Regions from separate parts of the Mus musculus genome. Here region 1 is linked to region 2. The links are chromatin contacts, called in public HiChIP or PLAC-seq maps. All regions are on one chromosome and are shown on one strand. Each heading gives the region's core, a stretch centred on a gene start, on an enhancer-like site or on the middle of the called end of the contact. The rest is flanking DNA. Distances are from core to core; before and after follow the strand shown.

What was found. HiChIP or PLAC-seq counts read pairs in DNA pulled down with a chosen protein or histone mark.
Region 1: a contact with region 2 is called in an HNF4G HiChIP or PLAC-seq map of pancreatic cancer cells. The contact joins two enhancer-like sites. A contact is called at or near these places in 1 of 39 promoter capture datasets (the 3T3-L1 cell line), 1 of 15 datasets of contacts at CTCF or cohesin (the NIH/3T3 cell line), 9 of 484 Hi-C or Micro-C datasets (3T3-L1-derived adipocytes, the C2C12 cell line, the MC3T3-E1 cell line and 4 more) and 3 of 115 datasets of contacts at active chromatin or transcription factors (the HPC-7 cell line, the NIH/3T3 cell line and pancreatic cancer cells).

Annotation. Positions count from the first base shown.
Region 1 is chr17:75,269,196-75,275,489 of GRCm38.p6, reverse strand. It overlaps Ltbp1 (latent transforming growth factor beta binding protein 1), which reads right to left. Exons shown (of 34, transcript NM_019919.4): 11 at 1,456-1,623. Among named protein-coding and RNA genes, the nearest start is that of Rasgrp3, 160 kb to the left of the region's middle. Within about 2 kb of position 2,924, at least 26 of the 459 cell types and tissues checked have an H3K27ac peak or open chromatin away from gene starts, as enhancers often do. A contact at or near this core is called in the HPC-7 cell line and pancreatic cancer cells, where this site is marked.
Region 2 is chr17:75,171,185-75,177,519 of GRCm38.p6, reverse strand. All of the region lies in intron 4 of Ltbp1 (latent transforming growth factor beta binding protein 1), which reads right to left. Among named protein-coding and RNA genes, the nearest start is that of Ltbp1, 170 kb to the right of the region's middle. Within about 2 kb of position 2,294, at least 4 of the 459 cell types and tissues checked have an H3K27ac peak or open chromatin away from gene starts, as enhancers often do. A contact at or near this core is called in the HPC-7 cell line and pancreatic cancer cells, where this site is marked.

The sequences.
Region 1 (6,294 bases), core at 1,675-4,174, 97 kb before region 2:
GAGTGGACTGCGGATGATGTGTGATTTGCAGACCTCTAGCAGCAAACCCTGGGGCGGGTAGAGTGTGGCAGACAGACGCAAACTCTACATCATCACTGGGCTCTTGGGATTGGAAGCAAATTGCCAAACGTAAACAAAGGGGCTTATGGTCAAGTTTTTGTTTCTACTTTTAAAATTGAAAGTAAAGTAAATCATTTCTCATTTTTACAGAACAAGAAATCGTCTATTGAATGGACTGGGCCTGGAATTAGTCCTTAATCAAAAGAAAACTCTACAATATTCCCTTAAAGCTGAGATGCTGTTTTTCTGCAGATTCACTCACTCAATGGCGGAATCTACTAAGACAGAGAATTCTTAATTTTAAAAAAAAATGGACAGTACCAGAACAAAGCATGGTTTTCTAGCAAAGCACACATTTGATTAAAATCATCCCATGAGCAAAACTTAAATACAAAAAATTGTATGATTAATACCATAATGAAATTGTACTTTGGGAAGAGGCCCTGATGAACATTCCCCATCTTAGTTACACTTCATGTAAGGATTAAAACCCTGACAAAATTGACCTTAAGGAGAGATGTGGGCCTATGAATGGCAAAGCTTTGTTAGTAATAAGTGTGTCAGAAGGCACAAGAGGGTGCTAGAGCCTGTGGGAGGAGTCTAAAAGCATCCATCTATCAGTTCATTGACAATAAACTCCTATTTTTGCCGTAGCTGTTCCTTTTGACTCTAACCACTACCAAAGGTGAACTATGATACTAAAATTTACATTTAAATCCTATCTACTCTTGTGTGATTTACTACACAATGTCGTGTAAGACACCTAGAGATTTAATGCGTGTTCCTATAAGGGAAGTTCCTCTAAAGTAAGCAATTTAGTGTGATGCTTGGCACCCGTACCAAGCCAGTGAAATCGATGCCACGCCTTCCTTGATCTTATGATGCCCAGTGCTTGCAGGTCATGCCTCCTTTTCTTCCACTGAACTCCTGACTCTGCTTGGGAGTTTATTGATTCCTCATACTCTCATAGTTGAATACAATTCTTTGTATTTCCAATTAGAGAAATCAAGTGCAATTTTAATAACTGAATAAATAAGTCAATGTCCACTGGGCTGTAAAACCATGGACAGCAAACCACTAGGAAAGCACATTGCCTAGTAGAGCTTTCTGGTTTTATACTTAAATATCAGTCCTCATTCTAGAAGCTGATAATAAAATACAAGGGTTTATCTTCTTAGCTTAACATGTAAAAAGAAATCCATAAATAATGGGGAATTCCTATGTACATTTTCTTTTCTGACTTGAACTTCTCCAACTCTGCTTTCTTCAGAAATAATACAAACACATAATACTATTAAAAGCTAAACTCAGAAACCTAAAGTAACCCAAACTGCTGAGGTCACTTTGTTCCCGGAGCTGGGAACATTAGTGTATATACAGGTGGTTACGGCTTACCTGTGCCTGGGAGGGGACATTTCTCACAATGTGGGCCCCAGGCCTTGCCCACACTACAACAGCAGATCTGCTTGGTGAGATGAACAGAGAGAGGGTGCATACAATGCCTTCCAGGACTGACAAGGCGGTAACAGGGCCCTTTCTCTTCTGAGATCACAGGGGGATCCGCTAAAGAAAGAGACAAGCCTGATGTCACTGAAGAAACAAGTCAGATCGATTTTAAGTTAACATAAGATGGTCCTCACAGCATGGATGACAAACCTTGCTTTAAGATAAATCAATCTAGATTCTGGGAATAATTTGTTAAGTGTTCATTCTCTAAATCATCTTGGTGTCAGAGCAGCAAATACTCTTAATTAATTATTCCTGTCTCTGGCTGGATTCTATTTTTAACAAATATTAATATAGGAATGTGTGTTTAAGTTAAACATTTCCACCATTAGCTAGCTATCTAACCAACCTAGTCATCTATGACTAATCACAATTTTGACCAACTGTTTCCTGAGACTGGAGTAAAAAGTTGGCTCTAAATCAATGGCTGATGAATGTCCAGGCACCATGGAAAATCAGCAGCAAGCTTAGTACCACAAACCAGCAGCTGGGTAGCTGTCCCAGAAGCTCAGGAATTCTCACCCAAGGCCAGAGAACATACATGGCAGACAGGGAGTGGTTGCTGATCGGCTGAGATACACAAAGTCTCAGTGTGGCAAGCACATCAGAGTAGGCAAACTCTCAAGCCCTCATTCTATGCTGCAAAGGTAACCAAGCTGTTATCATCTGACTCCTGTCTCCTCACCCTGATCTTCTAATGTAAATCAGGAGTGAGTGCACTTCATTCAAATGCTGGCACAAGAGGCAAAGTCGAGAGCAAGACACAGCCTTGCCTTTCAGCTGTATATCTCTTAATGCATGCATAGTGCATGGTTGGGGTAGTACGTGCTACAGGACCAGATTCTGTGTGAGACAACACTGTCAGGTTAGCCCCAGGTTGGTGGCCTCCTGTCTGTTTCCCCATCTCAGCCATACCTTTTCTCTCTTATGGTGTCATCCCAATTGCCTTTTCTCCAGCCCCTGGTACTCACAATTCAATCCAACTTTTTTGCCCTTCCTGCTTAGATGCACATTTCCACCTTTCCAACAGGACTGACTTTCCAGGTTAGATGCTCTGAGAATAATCTGAATAATGAAGTCAGATGGCAGATGAAGACGCAAGGGACATGGGTGGCTCTCAAATGTGAATCTACCACTCGCCTGTCCCCCCCCCCCAATTTTCAGGAAACCTGCTGTGTGATGATGGAATGGGAAATGTGCCCCCTAGTTTACAGCATTTGGAAACTTGGTCCCCGATTGGCAGTACTGTTTGGGGAAGTTTAGATAGTAAAGTTTTCCTGGAGGAAGTGTGTCACTGGGCACAGGCTCTGAGATTACACACATGCACATCTCACTACTACCAGTTTCCTTTATTTTCATTCAACTTGTGGTTCAAGTTGTGAGGTCCCAGTCTCCTGTTTCTCTTGCTATGCCTGACCCTTGCTGTCCCAAACACTATGGACTCTAACCCTTTGGAAATGGAGGCAAATTAAACTTTGTCTTCCTTAAGTCGCCTTGGTCATAGTGTTTTATCCATAGTACGCAACAAAAGGTATTAATACACTTATCTTTCCTGACCCTTATTCTTTCATATTTTCATTTACATAACACTTTCTAGGTTTATGGGAAACTCATTTTGATTGGAAATAATGACTAAGTTTGTGTATGAACAAGGCTAAGCACTATGACTTAGGTATTTAAACAGATACTGGATTGTCGGTTGTTTTTGGAGTCGTCTGGGTTTTACTGCTATTTCATACAACACTGATATTTAAGCCAGAGGACTTTGACTGAAGATATTTATCCTCTATGATATGAATGGGCTTCACCCAATCTGTTCAAACATATACAAGAAAAAAAATACTGATCTGCATTGAGCAAGAATAAATTCTGTCAGTCAGCTCCCTTCAGTAGCAAGCTACTACATCAGCTTTTTCTGAGTGGAAAGTCTGCCAACTACTCTGTCAGTCAACCAGTTACCTGAAATAAAGGCACCCTCCTCTTACTTTTGCAAAAACATGTGTGATGTGCCTGCATGTTCATACTTATAAATGTATGCATTACCATGCAAGAAAGAATATTCACTCGTACTTATTTTTTATATGGAAGGGATATTTCTTTCAAGGAATTGGCTCCTGGACACATACTTATCCTGTTAGTTCTGGATTTTTGTTTGGTTGGTTTTATTTTTAATGCTAAATTATGTACTGGCCAAGCCTCAACTTTTTTGCTTATAAAGAATAGGGTCAGTATGTACACTCATCTATGATATTCTAAATCCTTGACACACTGTAGACACAGAATGCATGTTAAGACACCTATAACAATATAAAACCCAGCTCTCTCTGCTCTATCAAGAACACATGCGCCCAACTCAGCCATTACTTAGTAACAGAAGTTCAACAAAGAAAAGAGAGAGATTACAAGGGAACTGAGGGTTGGAGGATAGGGAGTGGATGGAAAAACAGAACACCCCTGAAGATTCCAAACCCACACATGTACTGAGGGTGTGGATCAGTGGCAAAGCATGTGCAAGGTCATGAGTTCAAGCACTCATATGGCAAAAAATTGACGGAACAAAATAAGCATAATAACCTTCACAAAATATGTCTAATAAAGCCAGCTCTGGTATGGCTTCTAAAATAAGTGGGCAGACAGAACTATCTGGAGCCTTCCTTCTTCTGTCCACTCTCTGGTTCCTGTGCAAGCGAGCCATGAAAGGTCGAAGGTCACAGACTAAATATAAAAGAAAGCTTAGCAGCGGGGTAATAGTTCCTCTGTTTGGACTGACTAATGTCTTCCTCAGGCAGTGTGGATGCAAATGTTCCTATTGTCTCAGAATGTTCTACCAGACAGCTGTTCAGCTGAATGGTCAGCACGATTTTTTTTTTCTGTATATGTGTGTGTCCAATTCCTTCATATAATCTGGGCCAGATTATACATATTTTAAGGATTATTAGCCCAACAGTCTCTGTTCCAACTCACTATCTGTGCCATGATTATCACAAAAGCAGCCTTAGACAACATGTATGTGGATATGGCTATGTACCAATAAAACATTATTTACAAAACCAGACAATAGGCTGGTTCCATTCATAGACTGCGATTTTCCCAACTGCTGACCTAGAACCCAGAACCTTGGATGCCCAAATCCTAGTTTTAAATCTCAACTGTTGATTACTACTTAGGTGATCTGGTGAGGTTTCTAGAACTCTCTTTGCCTTAATTTCCAACATGTGAGACATGAGCAATAATTACAATCTTGGTAAAGTGGGTGGGGAAACTAAATAAAAATCCTAAACAAGACTGGCACGTTAGAAAGGACTCGCCCTTCTTTGTCTCATGACCTCTAGGGTGATGGTAGAAGTTCCTGAGCAGATCTCCTCCCTGGCCTCCTTTAACTCCAAGTTCAAGGGTAGAGAACACATAAAACATTAAAAGCCCCAAGACAGATTGCTTTCATCTGGGGCCCTTTCCTGAACCTCAGCTGCAGACATCAGAAGATGCATAAATGCCTGCAGAAGAACAAGTGCAGTTCAGAAGGCAGAAAGTCTTCCCCCAATTGAATCTACTTTTCTCCACACGACTGTGATAAACCCAAGCTTTTCACTTTGTCCCACAAGATAGGCAGGGGCAGGCTTGGAGGACACTGGTCCAGCTCCCTAAACACAGGTGAGAAGAGGCAGCAACTGTCAGCCACCTCCTCTTCTCTTCTGTTTGACCTCACAAGGTCAAGGGCAGAGCGTGGGCAAGGCAAGAATGGCAAATGGTTGCACCCTTCAGCTGGAGTCAAAGAACGCCAAGGGTGTTCACCTCACAGCATTCAGGAACACCAAGAACTTCCCAGAGATCCTAGTGACTGCCAAGTACACTTCTTAAGAGTTCAGAGTCAGCCACACATTTTATGACCAGGATGTACCCTAATTTCATGCTGCTTAAGCAAATGCTATCAGTCTCTACGGCATGCTTACACATTCAAGCTCTGTGTGTATGTGTGCGCGCACACACACAAGCATACTCGCTCCTTTCCCAATTCCTTTGCTACTCTGTCATGACTATGAAGGATACACTAGTTGTCCCCACTTATTGAGAACATCACATTCTCCCCTGATTCTTTCCAACTGGCTTTAGATTCCTCGTCAGTTTCTTTATAGAGTTCATAAACAAATCTGGACAAATAGGTACAAATCACAAACTCTGAAGGAATTGGACACACATTCATGATAGCATATGTGGTAAATTCACAGATGAAAAAAAGAAAGGAAGAAAGAAAGAAAGAAAGAAAGAAAGAAAGAAAGAAAGAAAGAAAGAAAGAAAGAAAGAAAGAAAGAAAGACAGACATACATCTGTGGTCTCCATGCTGGTAAAGGGCCCAATTTTAACTCTGAGTTCTAAACTGGAACACTTAACTAGCAACAAATATCACTTAATACTTATCATTTCAGCTGTTTGCAGCTGACCCGTAAAATTGAATTATTTATTTTTCAAATAAGAATGGATGGTTGTTTAATAAGTTCAGAATTATTTGGGCAATGGCAAGAAAAATACACTCTGAAGAGCTATGCAAGTATTTCAAGAGTCACATTGGCAGGTTTCTACAATTTCATTAAAGCCTGGATGCCTGCCCTTCATCATGCTAGACATGAGATCTTGTCAAACTCACAAGTCTACGGCCGGTTCTCCAAGTTAACCTAATCTGCAACCAGATTAGGTTGTGAGAACTCTAACCAGACTGGGTAAGATAAAAAT
Region 2 (6,335 bases), core at 1,045-3,544:
GCCTCTAGAGACTCGTAATAAATTAAAGTGTGGCTCAAACCTCAACTTAGAAACCAAATTTTAACCAGAGAAGCCATTACAATTTCAAAGTTGGAGCAGGGCCTCGGAGGCTTTTCTACACCGTCATCACTCATACACTGATAGGCTTACAGCACCAAATCGTCCTCCAGGCTTCATCTGACAATGTCTTGCAACAGGCCACTCAACCTGTCATAGGCACACAGTGATTTCTAAACTGAAATGTGGTCTTGAAGCAACATATTAGTCCAAATGAAGGTGTCCCTGTATCACCATCCAATGCCTCTTCCACACGATAGCTTTTCAAACTGCCAGGCCATCAAAGAGATGAAGCTAAAGGAGTTTAAAGCCATCAGCTGAGTTGGCCTTCTTCCTGTAATTTCTCAGAAGGAAAAAAAGAAGTCCCACAGTTCTTTTCAAATGGTTTTCCAAGGAAGTTTTTCCTTCTATGGAGGTTTTAACACTAGAGCTCAAGATGGATCGTTTAAGCCAGGTGTGAAGACACACACCTGTAGTCTCCCATCTCGGGCAACAGGCTGAAAGATTGTTGTGAGTTCAAGGCCAGCCTGTTTTACCCAGTGAGTAACAGGCTAGCTAGGACTATGTAGCCAGACCCTATCTTAAGAAAAGAAAAAACAATTACAGAAAGGGGGAAGAGAGGAAGAGAGGAAAAGAGGAAGAGAGGAAAAAAGGAAGGGAAGAAGGAACGGAGGGAGGGAGGGAGGGAGGGAGGGACGGACGGAGGGAGGAAGAAAGGAAGGAAGGAAGGAAAGAAGGAAGGAAGGAAGGAAGGAAGGAAGGAAGGAAGGAAGGAAGGAAAGAAGGAAGGAAAGAAGGAATTAGTTTAATAAATAGATATTTTACTTGCAAAGAGGACTTCAGCATTCTTCAAAATTGCATTGTATAAGCAGCGGCTGTCAGAACTTAGAGCAGAGGCTCACAGTCTAGGCAGTAGAGTATAGAAATGCAGGCCAAAAGGACATTATTAGAACCATTTGGCTCTACTGGCATAGCCCAAATGCACCTGTACCTAGGAGTTTAGAGGGCTGGAAAGATGGCTCAGCGCTCGCTGCCCTGTCCTGGGGACTGCAGTTTGGATCCAAGCAGCCATGTTGGGCAGTCCACAAGCACCTCCAACTCCAGCTTCAGGGCATCAGATGCCCCTTCCTATCCTTCGCTGCGACCCCTCCCCTCCCCTCACACTCAAAGACATGCAAGTAGTGAACATAGCTGTGTTCCAGTAGAACTTTGTTTAAAGAAATAGTTTACTGCCCTCAATTTTAAATACTTCTATGAATATTTCCAAATATCTGGGCATCCACCCTAGAAATTTAAAATCATACAATGAAATACTGTCAGCGGCTGAATAGAATTCTTCTCATTTTTTTTTAAACAGTAGCATAAACAAATGCAGCTTGGTCTCATGTTGTCAGACCACAGTTACAAATATCTCGAGGACACTTTGCGTGCATAAGCACAAGCTCACGTTGGGGAGGGACATATACACTGGCAGATGACAACATCGTCTCTCTTCAGAAGAATACAAACTTGGATTTCTTCTAGATCATGGTTCAATAATGAAATAAAAATAAATAAATAAAACCCTCTACCAACTATCCAGTGCTCTCCAGCATTCACTTGCAGCATAGCATCTGCTATACAGATGCTTGCTTATAGCAACTGAGACATCCAAAGAAAGCGACCAGTCAACCATGAGTCCTGCCTCACCTCGGAGCTACAGGAGTCACTCCAGAGGCACTCGAAGTTCTCCCAGCCTATTGTTTCAAAACAATGTATATTCCTCTGCCAAAAAATATTTTGACCCAGGCTCATTTGGATTTTCAAAAGGCAGAGACAGCTTCATATGACGTAACCCTGATTTTTAAAATGCTCATATTGTCCAGGAAGCAGGAGATGCATAATTTTTCATATTTCCCCTTATGTTTTACAAGCTTTCCGCTAGAATCTAATTCTAAAATAGACACTGATATTCCTGGTGGGTCCTTTTGTCTTGTCACAATACAATTAATTGTTCATAATCATTGGTCTGAGTTTCCAACACCACACTGTCCAAAATCAGTATCAGAAAAATAAAAAAAGCTGACAGTAATCAGTTTGTTCAGATTCCTGTCAGGGTCTCAATAAGAACTGAGTTCTCTAAACCACTTCTACCTTCCTAAGGAAGGACTTCACATTTCAAGTACACAAAACTGTGGTCCACCAGCGAGGGCTTCGACTTCCTCAGTTGCAGGAGTAAAAGCCTATACTTGGTCACCATCCAAGAGTCTACAATGATGTCAGTAACCATGGATGTGAGCTATCCTCCAAAAGCCACTGGGCTATAGGAGACATTCTCATGACTTGCCTATTACTGAGGGACTCTTGTGTCTTGTATATGGTTGCCAGCAAATGTTAAAATAAGTAAAGTGACTCAGAACTGTCATAACACAAGGAGCCCTCACGGGACCGGGACTCACAGGTTGCCGTAGGTCATTTCTGTCTAAGGCCCTGCTGCATCATCAGAGAATAAGACTAGCAATGGTGGAAGACCCTGGTGGAGAGCATTTCATAGCTTATGAGAACTACTAAATCTGAGAAGCAAAAAGGGGACCAAGTCAGGAGTTAGCAGGGAGATCACCGGACAGCCTTTGCCCATGTTCTCTCTGGGAGAAAACAAGTGTAATTTTAAAAGATCCTTGTGGGTAAATCAGCCCCAGAAATCTTAAGCAAGCACTTTAAGACCTTACATTTTAGAGGCCTTGGCTAAAAAGTTGAGATTGCCTGGAGCCATGTAGCACCTCTCCTGGGCCTCCTAGTCAGTCAGTCAAAGACACACAAGTCAACATCCTGTCTACAACTTCTGCCAGACCCTACGTGAACTTATACCTCCAAGAAGAGGCACTGATGCCTGGCTTAGAGCAAACCACAGACATTTAGAGTGAATTGCAAGTGCCACGGGAGGGGGAAGCTTTCATTTGTGCTGCACAACTACTCCCCAAAAAGAAAATTCAAAACTATGGAAATTGTTTCTGACAAATGGACTGCAGCCTAGAAAAGAGTTCACTTGCCACGGTTCAGTCATAAGATGGGGGCAGCCAGAGAAATAAATATAACAAGTTGAGGCCTCACTTCCGATGTCACGAACAAATATGGTCCCCTTAGCATTTACCCAGACTGCTGCTCCATCGCGTCAGCACGCATCCAACTTAAACAACAGGAACCAGCAAGCACAGGCAACGTCCGTTCCATCAGAGGCAGCCTCTCAGATGAAACGCCATTACCCTGCCATTAACTGAGGCCCAGCTGAAGACACACAGGCTCAGTCAACACAGGTAACACAACCCTACCCCCCCACCCCCCCACCCCCCACCCCCACTCAGCAGAGAGAGACTGACCCAACAGGTCATGCACCCACTCGCGCAGTCTATCACTTGCCCCAAGGTCAGGAATTCCTTGAAGGAGAAATATTTAGAGTATCCCATGCTGTTTAGCCCAATAGGGCTTTACCATTCGGATCCAGAGTTAGCTCCTTTCTAGATTATGAAAAGAACATTCAGGGAGTGCTGTATGTTCTTCATACCTCATGGGGTAAATGCCCAGGGACTGGAAAATCTTCCAAGAAGGAATATCCTGCGAGATTTCTACTCTGAGTTTGTGCAAGTTCTCCTTGCCACACAGGTAACTAAGCTCCAGTGACCAACATGTTGACCCTTCTCTCCCGTCCCAGCTCTCCCTTCATAGTCACTGGAGGGAACCGCATGCTGGTTATGTCTTTCTCTGGAGTGCACACACATAAATTAACATTTCCTTCTATTTATAGACAGCTATGAAAAAATTTGCCTTACGGAAGAACAGAGAGAGAAGTAGAAAATTATATTCGGCCAAATAATAAATTGCCGTGTCTGGCCTGAGGATACTGGTTATCAAAAAGCAGCACTGAGGGGTTCGAGGAGTGGCTCAGCGGACAGAGTGCTTTCTAAGGGAACATAATGGTCTGGGAACCCACTGTAAAAGGAGAAAAGGCTGTGCACAAGGATGTGCGCCTTTGATCTCGTCATCTCAAAGCCGGAGGGATGGAGACAGCACATCTCTTAGACTCACTGGCTGGCCAGCCTAACCAAATGGTCTAGCTCTCAGCTCCAGTGAGAGATCCGATCTCAAACAATTAGTCGGATGGTTTCACACACACACAGTGCAGTAGTAGTCAAATAATATGGAGTTTTAAGACATAAATGCACATGAACTCATCCAAAGGCCTATTTGAGATGTGCAGCCTCTACCAACCCCAGGCTCTCATTATGACCTCGCTTGCCTAACTCTCCCAGAGAATAGAGGATCTAAGGACACATTCTTCATTAGGTGACCTCTGGCTAAGTTCCCCTGCCTTTCTCCACACGAAAAATGTTAGCCCACCCAAGGTCACTTTTTCCACTGGGCACAAGAAGCTCTCCACTCCGGCCTTCTCAGACATCCCACACCCACACCCTTTCATCCTCATTAGCAAGCAATCACGCTGTATTGTTCTCATGTAATTCTATTCTGTTCTATCCACTCTATTCCAGACGACGTTCTGCTTCTCTGACCTCCTTAATATAAAACTGCCAGGTCCAAAGGGCACCCCATTCTTCCCCAATGGCAGGACCGCTGACTTAGTCCAATACTGAGTCTAGGTCCAGCTCAACTTGGACTACAGGACTTTTGACAATTAGATAAAAGCTAGAATTGCTCAGGAACTTAGGAGACTGGTCCCATCTGCCAAGAAGGGACTCCTCTCTTACCTCTGGCAGAGGGGACAAATGGCTACTTTGGTGCCTATCAGCATGACAAAGCCCATGCTGGTCTCTGGGCTTCCTCAGTATCATAGCTACCTGTCATAAGTCTATGCTAGCGTCCTAGCCACCCCACCCCTCACCCCCAGGTCCTCGTCCTTTTAACGGGGCTATGTTCCCTGAACTCACTCTCTATCTCTTACTCTTTCTTACTCCCCAGCCCCGCTCTATTCCCTGTCTCTCTTGCTATCTCTCTGCCTCCACTACTCTCCCCTGCTCTCCAGGCCTGGCCACGTCCAGTGTCCTTGCCATGTTCAGTCTGCTTTTCTCTCTAATCTCTCTCATTGATATTAACCACATCAACCTAGTGGTCATGTTGTCAGGGTTTTTTTTTTTTTTTTTTTTTTTTTTTTTTTTACTGTGGCCCCTCACATACAAAAGCTATCTCCTAACTCTCTTACCATTTCCTCTTCAGTTTGCTGAAACCAACCAGGTTTCGCTGTCAACACTCCATTATACCTGCCTTTAGGAAGGTTTCCAGTGCATTCCACATTGTCAAATACAACAACAAATCCTCTGGTCTCTCTTGTTCCAAAGTCTACCATCGATGACATACTAACACACACACACACACACACACACACACCAAGCCAACCACATGCTCTGCAGGGACATGTTCCTAGTCAAAAAACATATCCAGAACTAAGCTCCCTTCAATATTTCTTCTAATCTTGTTCTTTTTTCTGTTGTCTGGCAGCGATATGGCAGCAAATGCTGTTTGTTAGTTGTTATTCAGGAAGCACCCACATCTCCTCCAGTTCCTGATGACCTCTGGCTGCAGTGCTCCATCGCTCCATCTAGACTGCTTCAGCTGTTTCCTATCTGGACGCTGCTTTCCTATCCCCTGCCACGGCTCACTCTCCTCACAGCATCCAGTGTACCCTTTTGTAAGAACAGTCAGAGCACAGTTCTCCTCCCTTCCACGGTGTCTCCTTCAATCAAGGTATAAGCCACGGGCCTTTCAAAACCCGTGGAGCCAAGACCATAACTCTGCCCACCCTCATCTCTGGTTTTCTCGCCATTCCTGAAACACTTACACACTCCTGTCTCCAGCCTTGGCACTTGCTGCCTCAGCTGGAATGTTCTTCTATAGACACACATAGCTACTTCTATCCCTCGTGTTCTTCAAGCCTTCTCCCATCAATTTTTCAGGGAAGTCCCTCACTGCAACCGAAGATAAAACTGCAAGAACATCCCACATTGCCTAATTGTACCCTGAATTTCCTATTTGATGTAAGTTTCTTCTGTTTCTTTTTTATTCGTTTTATATAAACTCCATAAAACTAACCATTTCACACCAAGTACCTAAGCAAAAATAGGATGAAATTGGACATGACATGAAATTAATATTAATATTTACCTGTGGGAAATTACATGACACGCCTATGAAGCCTTTACTCTTAAACTGTATTTGCTATGTGTACGCTTGCCTAGAGAAGTATTTTAATCACTAGCATGTTAGAGCAAGAGAAAACAGAAGCCATTATG